3 separate regions of the Zea mays genome follow, and all the other regions are linked to region 1. The links are chromatin contacts, called in public Hi-C maps. All regions are on one chromosome and are shown on one strand. The core of a region is the stretch at or near the end of the contact, and the rest is flanking DNA. Distances in the headings are between cores, read along the strand shown.

Region 1 (3,657 bases), core at 1,134-3,633:
AATATAATTGGTTGATATGAACAAACTATTGGCCATAAGTTCATAACTTCTGAAGGAGTGTGGGTGATTCCATTACCCAAGATACTAGAAGATGATAAAAAATCACATACGAAAAGCACAAAATCCAAAAACATGGAAGATAAATCTGGAAAAGCTTCGCACACAAGAAAATGAATGGTAGAGCCACAAATGCTTCAAAGACAGAAAATATCCCAATGGCAGAGATAAGTCGGTGGCGGTAGCGTCCTCCAACCATGCAGGTTGTTTGTTTTAAAGGTGGTACTTTATTGAAGCTTGATAATAGATTGTGCCCTTTTTGGGAATGTAATATTGTAGAACAGCTTATGTAAAATGTATGGAAAATGTTTGCAAATGCTGATATTGAATAGAACTTCCCTTTTCAAATTATCGTATACAAATTAAGGGGTATATCTGGTACTATGTCTCATCTCAAACATGCCTCAACGGTGGTAATTATCATGCAATCCAAATATTTATGCAGGATAGGTCTATATATGCTTGATAATAGATTGTGCCCTTTTTGGGAATGTAATATTGTAGAACAGCTTATGTGAAATGTATGGAAAATGTTTGCAAATGCTGATATTGAATAGAACTTCCTTTTTCAAATTATCGTATACAAATTAAGGGGTATATCTGGTACTATGTCTCATCTCAAACATGCCTCAACGGTGGTAATTATCATGCAATCCAAATATTTATGCAGGATAGGTCTATATATGCTTATTAGTTCTTAACACAGGTACATCCAATAGAATATGTTTAGAAAGATTGGTGTCCTTTTAAGAAATGTTGACATCAGTGTAGCTGCAAATAAACATGTCATTTATTCCATCTAACAAGATGGGTGCAACAAATGAGAAAACATCAAGTTCCTCTAAAATGTAGCTGATAGACAAAACATCTTCCAATCTATGATATGTTAGACCATCATGCTTTGAGCCTGTCACTTGCATAGTGGCCATAGAATAAAAGTTGACAGGTTATATGACCAATACTAGAATATGTTTGTTACCTCTGTTACCCACATGGGTTTTGAGTCGTTGCTTAGGCGTTGAGACATACCGCAGGGGCTTGTTTGGGAGCAAGAATACCGGAAGGGATTGGAGGTGCTAAAATTTTCTTGCTATTCAGATTTGAAAAGCAAGGGGATTTTAGCCCCTCCAATCCCCTCTAGTATCCTTGTTCCCAAACAAGCCCCAAGTGTCACATGAAGCCACAGGGTCTTAGTTATGACATTGACCTAGGCATCACCTAGGGCTCCTAGGTGTCCAGGTTATACCTCCTGTGCTATAGCCTATAGGAGATCACATAGCCTAAAAAACATGGCTACCCATATTCCAAATTTTGCTTCTGCGTCTTGTACTGTTCCTAATTTCTGGTTCTCTAACTTATCTACTCAAAAGTAAAACTTTGCTTCTTTCCAGAGCCATTTAAAGTTTCGAAAGTAATCATCTTACTAAACAGGTGTATTGAAATCAAATTGAAGATGAGAGCATCAATAAAACTTTACAAAATTTTAATACGATCTTATCTGGCCAGTTCACGCTTTTCCATCTAATTAGGAAGTAGAACACCAACTAAACAACTGGCCCTTAAGGGGAAAACAATCACTACATATTTCAGATTTACAAAGCTAAGCAGGAAAAGCAGAAACCTAGAAGCACCACACAAATCTAAACATGGAAGGGAATCAATCACTCACAGATTTCTCGAAGCGAATGCGCTCTTCGGCGGTGCAAATCTCCGAGGTGCACATCAGTCTGTGCTCCTTCTTCCAGTAGAGATCTGCACCCACATCAGAAAAAAGAACGAACCAGTCAGCCCGAAACGGGGTCGCAAGCCAACCTAGGTCGGGGTCTCACGGAAGAGGCGATGCTCGCACCGAGGATCTGGAAGGCGGCGAAGGGTATCACACTGGACAGGGGCTGCAGGAACAAGGACGTGAGCGCGACGATCTGGCCCCGCACAGCGCGGGGCACCGGGAGCGTGACCAGCGCAGCCACCGCAGCTTCCACCGCCACCACGCACGCCAGGATCATCCATTGCAGCGCCATCGGAACCCTGCTCGAGTCGAAGACTCCAGAAAATTCTCTCGTGAACGGGGCAAGGAAGGAAAGCAGAACCGCGGGCGCCTCGGTCTCTCTGATCTGCGAGTTCGTACGGATGGGAAGAGAAGTGAATGTGCGGGTTGGTTCGCCTTCTAGTAGGTTCTAGGTGAGCGGATCACGGACAGGTGGATTGAAGACGCGTCGCATCGGTTTATTCGTCTCGGGCTCTCGGCGATTTGCCTCATCGCCAAGCGATTCGATGAGGTCGTTTTCGCGGCGACTTGGACCAGGCTCCCCTCCTCTCAAATTTGGGCTGGTATCCTCACAAACGGCCCGTTAAGGCCTTCCTCTCTCCTTTCTTTCCCGTTCGCCCTTGGTCCGCCTCGCTTCTTCTCGTGCCGCCTCCCCCTGTTTCCACGAGCTGGGGTTTTAGCGGCGAAAAGAGGGAAAAGAAAGCCAGCGAGAGAGACGGAAAGGGGAAGATGAGCCGGAGCCTGGGGATCCCGGTGAAGTTGCTCCATGAGGCAGCGGGTCACGTGGTGACGGTGGAGCTCAAGACCGGCGAAGTGTACCGGGGGTCATTGGTCGAGTGCGAGGATAACTGGAATTGCCAGCTCGAGAACATAACCTTCACTGCCAAGGTATGCTCTCCCTGCCCGCGCTACCTTCGGATCTGAGCTATATTCTCATGGATTATGGTTCCCTGAATATTTTCTTCCTTTCTGTTGGTTAATCTGCAGGATGGGAAGGTTTCGCAGCTGGAGCACGTCTTCATCAGAGGAAGCAGAGTGAGGTAATCGAAAAACTAGATTTGTTTCGTCATGCAATGTTGTTGAGTTACGGCGGCCTAATTTTTTTTTCTGTGTGTGGGTTTTGCTGCTGTTATGTTACAGATTTATGATTATACCTGATATGCTCAAGAACGCTCCCATGTTCAAGCGCTTGGAAGCGAGGATTAGGGTTTGTTACTGATGATTCCCTGTACCTCTTAGTGTCTTGTTGTGAGAAAACTAATGGTGAGATGGTATATAATTTTCTTGTTTTGTCGAATGTAGGGCAAAGGATCAGCTATTGGAGTTGGTCGTGGACGTGCTGTTGCAATGCGTGCTCGGGTATGTTGCTTTCCATTGTTTTGAGTTGTGACACTTTTCGCTTTGATTGTTTCACCAGTGTATCTTTATTTCATTACATAGTTTTCACTATAATGACTAACCTGTTTGTGTAATTTGCAAAAGAAAATGCAATGAGTATGTGCCCTTGTGAAATAATAAAGTTAACTGTGCATTAACTCTTTCCAAAGGCACCACAACACTTTTGTTGGTTGACTGCATAGAATAATCTCACTCATATCAGTTAAAATTATGAATTTATGGGGTATTTTTTCGTACGCTATCAAACATGTCAAAGATGAATAATGCTGCAAATCTGCTCATGGATAGCTAGAACATCTCCATCAGTTCTGTTATTGAATTCTAGTTTAATGGATAATTGGATATCACAAAATATTGGGGAGTTGTTTTTTTTGTTTTCTCATCAGTATGATAGCTAGAACCTCTCCATCAGTTATGTGCTCTTCATCAAAACA
Region 2 (3,546 bases), core at 151-2,650, 200 kb after region 1:
TTTGAGCATCTATATCTAGGAAATTTAATTATTGTCTTTATACTACTAGAATTAACATGCTAAAATAGGGTTAGAACATAGGGTGAATTTTTTTATGATCGAACAGAAAACACTCTTAGGCATAAGAGGTGAAGTGGATTATCTAATAGGATTTATTTGTTAGAGTTTTTTAGTTTATCCCAATTCACCTCTCTTAGACATCTGAATTCTTTCAATTGGCATCAAAGCCTCGTGCTCATTGGTTTAGGCATCATTCACTTAGACAAAGATGTCCGATGGTGATGGACCCCTCCCATGTTCGAGGGAGATGATTTTTCTTGTTACAAAAATCATATAGAGGCATATCTAGTTGCCATTGATGTGAAAGTCTTTAGAGTCACCATAAAAGGACTTCCAAAACATAAGGACCCACCATCCTAGTTGGTGATAAGGTACACTATGAGAAGTGGAATGCACATGCCAAAATCACTCTCTTTATATGTCTTTGCAAGGCTTGTTTTAATCAGGCATGGAACCACGAGGATGCCCATCCATTATAGTCGTACATTTGTACACTCTATGAGAGAACAATGAGTGACCATGAGGAACAATATCATCTTGTAATGAAGAAATTAAATTCCTAATATTATGCTCACCACTATCTCAACTTTTCTAGCCTTTTCATCCATAGGAAAATCAACTAAAACGCACAGACACGGATATATACAAACTCACATCCATAGGCTAATCTGAAGGTGAAAAAACATAGAAAAGAACTAGGAATAGAATAGGTTATTGATACTAATCTTAAAAATATAAAAGTTAAAGTAATAGTGGAACGAATGAGCCTCTAACTTAACATAGAAAATAACGAAGAATAGAATATGTTACTTATACAGATACTAAAAATATAAAAAGATACAATAATAGTGGAACGAATGAGCCTGTAAGAGCACCTTCAAGAGTATTTTTAAATTTCACTCTCTAAATTATCATTTGGAGAGTCATTTATATTAAAACCACTTTCTATATATTTTCAATCTCCAACGGTAAAATATCTATTTATATAGATTATGAAGGATATAAAGAGTCTCTTGGAGTTGCTCTAACTGATATAGTTGTCGTCCAGGGTTAATCTCATTTTACTTATCCATAATTTAGAATATTAGTATAAATATAGATAGAGAAGAAATTAATTATCAACAAAAAAAATCATACAATGTATATCGTTCTATATCTTTGTTTCGTACAATTTTTTTTTTGCGCACCGCACCGCACGGACCTAGTTAAGGAGATAAACCAATTAGCCGCTGCACATGCGTACAGGGCAACAGGCCCGTCACCAGTTTGGAACAAGAAGGCCCATTAAGGGCCCAACTAAACCAGCCAGATATATATTACTGCGAAGTAACCCTAACCGCCAACAGTCTCGGCCTCTCCTCCCGGCTTCCTCACACGGCACTCCAGCCGCTAGCCCTCACTCAACCAGACAACCAGTACACCACCGCCACCAAGCCCGGGCCGAATAACTCTGCCGGGCAACCGCCGCCCTTCGCCGGCAAAGAACGCCCACCAGGTATTCCCACCCATCTCGTCCCGGTCTGCAGTGCGAAACTGACTTTTCAAACCCTAACATCAAGTTATTTGGCTGTTTCATGCTTATTTACCTTCTACCTTTTTGCTGAAAAACTATGGTGGTATTTACGCCCATCTCCCTCTACTAGATCCACCCCGGCCTGCTATGGAGTCCGCGGTGAACCCGAAGGCGTACCCGCTGGCTGATGCGCAGCTGACGATGGGTATCCTCGATATCATCCAGCAGGCCGCCAACTACAAGCAGCTCAAGAAGGGAGCGAACGAAGGTACCGTACCAATACCTTGTGCACGTCTCCTGACCTGTACTCTGTTAATTCTGGGGTTTATACTTATTCAATTTGTGTCTTTTGTGTTTGCGCGCAGCGACGAAAACCCTGAATAGGGGGATATCGGAGTTCGTTGTGATGGCGGCGGACACGGAGCCTCTCGAGATCCTGCTCCACCTCCCCTTGTTAGCCGAGGATAAGGTACTGATTTTTTCTCTCTCCTCTTTTGTTTTGTAATGTAGTGCTGTGTGATTATTGTTTTTTTTGGATTATAGTGTTTTTTGTTATTAGATCTTTTTCTGTGTGATAAGGTAGGTAGTTTGGACGCCACTATCTGTCATGTTGGTTGTGAATACATCATATTATCAGGCGCATCTTTGCCACATAACTCTGGATGCAGCTGAAGTTGTCTTGACTGCCCTTTATTTACTGTTACATGGAAAACAAGAATTTGTTGTATTGTGAGTGACAATGAACGTCGTTGACTGCTTAAGCTACATAGGATTTATTATTTGCTTTGATTGAAATGAAGCCAATCTTTTGATGATAAACATCGTGGATACTTGCAACATTATGTTGTCAGATACTGTCTTACTATGTCCACAAACTAATTACTTCAACTATGTTTCTCAGATACTCCCCACGTTAGAGAATATAATGCTCATTTTACATCGTTTTCAGCTAACATTTTTTCTATTAGCATATACTTTTTGTGTCGCGAGGTTGATATCATGAGATACGTACCCAAAACGTTTTTTATGACTAACATTTGATAACATAATAAGATACTTATGCAGTAATTGTTGGTTAATTTTGTCATAACAAAATGGAATATATCTTTCAAGGGGTTTGAATTGAAATGCCTCAAAGCCAGGAGTTTTTTTTTACAAATTTAGTGCTAGCAGGTTAGATGCTGTTGAGTAACAGATATGCAATGATAGTTCAATTCAGCCCGGCAATGCAGTCATGTTAGTTGATTTGGCTTGTGTTTAGTTAGTTCTACATGATTCTTTGTGCTCTCTTTATCCTGCTTGGTTGATGACCTACTTGTACACTTAATGTTAGCATACATAATGACTATGGCAGCATTCATCATTGGATCTTATGCAAACAAAAAGATTCACCATTGGCTAATAAATTTGCCTTATGGTATGTGCAGAACGTCCCATATGTATTTGTTCCATCGAAACAAGCTCTTGGCCGTGCTTGTGGTGTGACAAGACCCGTCATTGCTTGCTCAGTGACCAGCAATGAGGGTAGCCAGCTGAAACAACAGATACAGGGTCTCAAGGTACTTAATGTTCTGTCATGTAGCACTTGTTAATACTTTATATTTTAGTGTTTTTATATATGAATATTATGATTGTGTAATATTTATACGCTGTTTAATAGCCTTATCGTCATGTTCTTGTATACATCTGTGTAGATTAATCAAATTTAATGAAATTACAGGACTCGATTGAGAAGCTTCTCATCTGATTTACCTAAGATCTTTCAGTGTGATGGGCCTCGGCGACACATTTTTCAGAGGCTTGGACTGGTGATGGTGTCTTGTTTACATTACGCTTTCCAAACTATATTTGAACACTGCTAAGTCAATCATATTTGAATTGTGCTTCACTTTATATTTGTGATTGTCATGTATCCTCAAGATGCCTCTGTATCGTGGTGGCTGGTTTCTGTTCTGGATCCGACCACATCATTG
Region 3 (3,769 bases), core at 117-2,616, 250 kb before region 1:
GCGGATTTCCTCGCCCTCCAGACTCCTAGTGAAAACCGAAAGTTTTTCTCCTCGCGAATCAGACGCGCTTCCATCTCTACCGCGCAAGGTTTTGCCAAAAAAATAGTAAAAAATCCTAAAAGCGGAGGTGCGCGTGGAACACACCTGCCGCCCGACCTGTTTGTCTGTTTGCGGCGCGACGTGACGGTCGCACGGCGCGGCGTCACGAATCGGTTTGGTCGCTCCCCAATGGGTCCGAAAGGAACAGAGCGGAATGGACTAGCACGGCCCGGTTTCCGTGCGGGCGCCATCCCGTCGCGGAGCGCCCAACCGGGATGGAATGGAACGCTGCAAAACTGAAACCAAGGGGCAGCAGAAACAGACGCGCCCGGAGTTGCCCGAGTCAGCACGGAATTTCCTCTCCCTCGCCCACCCATCGGAAACGAACTCCGCTTTTACCTCTTCCTCGCCCCTCCCTCGGAAACGAACTGACGCTTGGCGTGGCTGACGGGTGGGGCCGCCCACCACGTGTGGCGGCCGGGTGGCGTAAAGGGACTCCCGTTTCCTGTCCCGTGCGTGTCCCGCACCCCACCTCGCAACAACCCACATTAATGTGGGGGCCGCTGCAACCGACACCCACCGCGCCCGGCATCGGCCGTCCGTCCGTCGCAACCCGGCGAATCTCGAGGCGTCCGCCCGCGTGCCCTGCCCCCACCGAGCGCTGCCGCTGGTGGCTGGGGCCCTCACTCGCAGGCAGAGACAGGCACGCGTGAACGCACCACCAGCAATGGTGATGGCCCACATGTCGGACGGTGAAATTGGAACAGCTACAGGACGCTGCTTTGTTGCTCCGTATAACTGTAACAGTAGGTGCAGTGGCTTTTCTGTTCCGCTTTTCCCGTCGGCCATCAGCCAATACAAAATTGTCTCGCCAAACAGAAACAGAGGCATGAGCCACAGCCACAGATCCGTGCCACTTATACAAGCGGGTCCTGTCCACCCGCGAGCATCTGGGAGATGGTAAACGGCGATCGGCGAACCAACAACATTACAACAGACGCCCGCCTCCCGTAACAGCATCCAGAAAGCCCGCGAATCCTAAAGCACAGCACCCACGGGCTCCGGCCGCCGCCTACCCGCCGCTTCCCGATCCCACACGCCGACACATGGGTCCGGACCCATCTATCGGCCCTGCGGCTCCACATAGTCGTTAGGTTTCCGCTCGACGCCGCGTCGCCCTCTCGCCGGCCTCCCGTTTCACGAATCTTCGGATGCCCAGATCCGGCTCTCCTCTTCCCACCTCCTCTTCACTGTCTACTACTGCCGCTAGCCGCGCCTGCTTGCTGCTTCCCCCTCTCTTTTTCTCTCGTCTCCATTCCAGCATCGCCACCACCAGTCCACCATTCCAGCATCATCACCACCACCCGAGACAAAAAAATAAAAAAAACCCAACAACACTGTAACGAGAATATACGGCAAAACCCTAGATCTCTCTCTCCTCTCGGCATTGCTGGCTGGGGTGTGCGGCGGCCCGCAGTGGTGAGGGACGCACGGCGATGGCCTCCGCCGCCGCCGTCATCGCCTCGCCGGCCCCCGGCGCCGCCGCGGCCGAGCCCGCCGCCTGGCTCGTCGACGAGCGCGACGGCTTCATCACCTGGCTGCGCGGCGAGTTCGCCGCCGCCAACGCCATCGTCGACCACCTCATCTTCCACCTCCGCTCCATCAGCGAGCCGGGCGAGTACGACCACGTCTTCTCTCTCGTCCAGCAGCGCCGCCACCACTGGCCGCACGTGATCCACATGCAGCAGTTCTTCCCCGTCAGCGACATCGCCTTCGCGCTCCAGCAAGCCAGCTGGCGCCGCCACGCGCCGCCGGCCCAGGCGCTCGGGGCTGGCGCGTCGCCGGCCGCGCTCCCGCCGCCGCCTCCTCGCCGCGCCTCGTTCTCGCAGTCCCATCACTCCCACCAGCACCATCGCCACGGCGCCCACTACCGCCCCGATCCAGCGCGCGGCGCCGCCACTGCGGCGACTGGATCCGAGAAAGATGGTTAGACGAGATCTTTTCGTGTGATGCACTGCTTTTATTTTTTTTCTTTTTGTGATAGTGTGCTCTAATTTTATTTGTTTGGCATTAGTATAATGTCTGTTTCGTTGCCACACGGAGTTCTGATGGGTCAAAAACGGTACGATCCATCAAATGCATTTTCACTGTGCATTTGATTTTCTTGTTTACTGATCGGTCTTCAAGGTATTGAACCAACGATGCATTGTTGCCAAAATGCTGATATCTCTACGTGTTAATGTGGTAGCCTAAAGCTGATCAAGCGTTGCTGCTTTTGGCTTCTGTATGTGTTAATAAATGTCGATGTCTTAAAGGTCAAGCTTTTAACGTGCTGAATTGTGTGATTCTGCACCAATTGCCAACTGGAGAGGCCCTAAAGATACTGATAAGGCCTTCCCTGTGTTAATTTATGTATATAGATAGGCACGTGCAAAACTATTCAGAGCTTCTCCATGTGGATAGTGTTCATTCTGAGCATTTCATAGGTCTTCTTGGTCCACAATGAAGTGAGTTAAATATTTATTCTGCTGTCTTAGTTGTGATTTATGTAAGGATGATATATTTGAATCTTGCACTCAAGCATCTGCATGGGAGATTAAAGTTGAGTTATCCATGCTAGTGCAGTTACGATTTCATTTTAACTCATTTAATGCAGTATGTTAGCTGTTTGCATGTTACCTTGACAAAGGTGGCAAATTCATGAGTAATTAATTTAAAATAATCTCTCATGTGCTCTTGATTTCCCTTAGGACGTGAAGTTCATAATAACAAGGAAGGGAGGGGGCTGAAAGAAGCGGGGAATGTCGTCGATACTAAAAGTTTGCGGTTGGATTCTCCTATAACTGATGGTACATAAGCATATACTCATGCATACGTGTGCGCTCTTTTCAGATATTCATTTATTTAGTAACCGCATGTTGCATCACATAGTCTTTATTGATTACGCATGGAAAATATGAAATTCTCATACACCCTTTCTATCTCTAAACATGTGCCTTTTTTACTTTACATGGTTGCTAATGCAAACTTTATAATTGTTGTTTGCTCAAGTGTTTTAGTCAAATCAACCGATGTTTATAACTTTATATATGGTGCCTTGTCAACTCAAAACGTCTAGTATATGGTTAGTACATTTGCTAATTGCGGGACGGTGTTCTCCAATTCATTAATAACAGTGTGCCTTTAGGAAGAGACAGACAACTGAAATTGTTGCCTACAGTGTTCAAGGTCTGACCCATTAGTAGCAACCACACGTCAGTGATTAACACAAAAACAGCTGAAACTGTTAATATTGCCTACGAAGTAACTACTTGATGTGTAGTTCTTGTGAGCTCATCCTTTTTAAATTGCTGTGACTCGAATGATCAGTGGACGCATCTTGACTGGTCCCTTCTGTATGGAAATCGTTGGATGGATCTATTATGTTGTAACCTCAAGTTTCTGGAGAGAGTAATGTCTGACAAATAGGACCCGAGTTTGACACCCTTTCTTTTTTTGGCTGGAATAAGGTAGCCTGTAGAGATAGAAGGGGTATACGAGAATTGTGCTATTCTTCTGTTCATGTCTTAATGACTGTTGCCTTATGGAGTTTGAAAAAATGCGATAGGAAATGAATAATCCTACATATTACATGTATAAACTATGACCTTGTATTATTTATATTGTAGAAGGTGAGGAAAAATCAAAGCTGCAAGCTGTTTCTGAAGAAAGTAGCAAAATGGTTGCAACC

The links. A called contact is a pair of places that touch in the nucleus more often than the background predicts.
Region 2: a contact with region 1 is called in a Hi-C map of tassel, with 4 times the contacts expected there. The contact joins the promoter of LOC103633413 here to the promoter of LOC100191929 in region 1. A contact is called at or near these places in 3 of 25 Hi-C or Micro-C datasets (ear, leaf and tassel) and 1 of 3 datasets of contacts at active chromatin or transcription factors (leaf).
Region 3: a Hi-C map of ear shows a contact between it and region 1, with 1.9 times the contacts expected there. The contact joins the promoter of LOC100279246 here to the promoter of LOC100191929 in region 1. A contact is called at or near these places in 3 of 25 Hi-C or Micro-C datasets (ear, endosperm and tassel).

The regions. Positions count from the first base shown.
Region 1 is chr1:32,296,799-32,300,455 of Zm-B73-REFERENCE-NAM-5.0, forward strand. LOC100191929 reads right to left here and starts at 2,384. Exons shown (of 6, transcript NR_183654.1): 1 at 1,907-2,384; 2 at 1,727-1,809. LOC103633373 (small nuclear ribonucleoprotein Sm D3-like) reads left to right here and starts at 2,300. Exons shown (of 5, transcript NM_001301604.2): 1 at 2,300-2,713; 2 at 2,813-2,865; 3 at 2,966-3,032; 4 at 3,128-3,184. The coding sequence starts at 2,555.
Region 2 is chr1:32,493,063-32,496,608 of Zm-B73-REFERENCE-NAM-5.0, forward strand. It overlaps LOC103633413, which reads left to right and starts at 1,401. Exons shown (of 5, transcript NM_001368826.1): 1 at 1,401-1,555; 2 at 1,704-1,841; 3 at 1,939-2,042; 4 at 3,001-3,132; 5 at 3,294-3,546. The coding sequence starts at 1,721. The coding sequence ends at 3,320.
Region 3 is chr1:32,045,856-32,049,624 of Zm-B73-REFERENCE-NAM-5.0, forward strand. LOC100279246 reads left to right here and starts at 1,367. Exons shown (of 8, transcript NM_001152267.1): 1 at 1,367-2,025; 2 at 2,790-2,888; 3 at 3,708-3,769. The coding sequence starts at 1,536.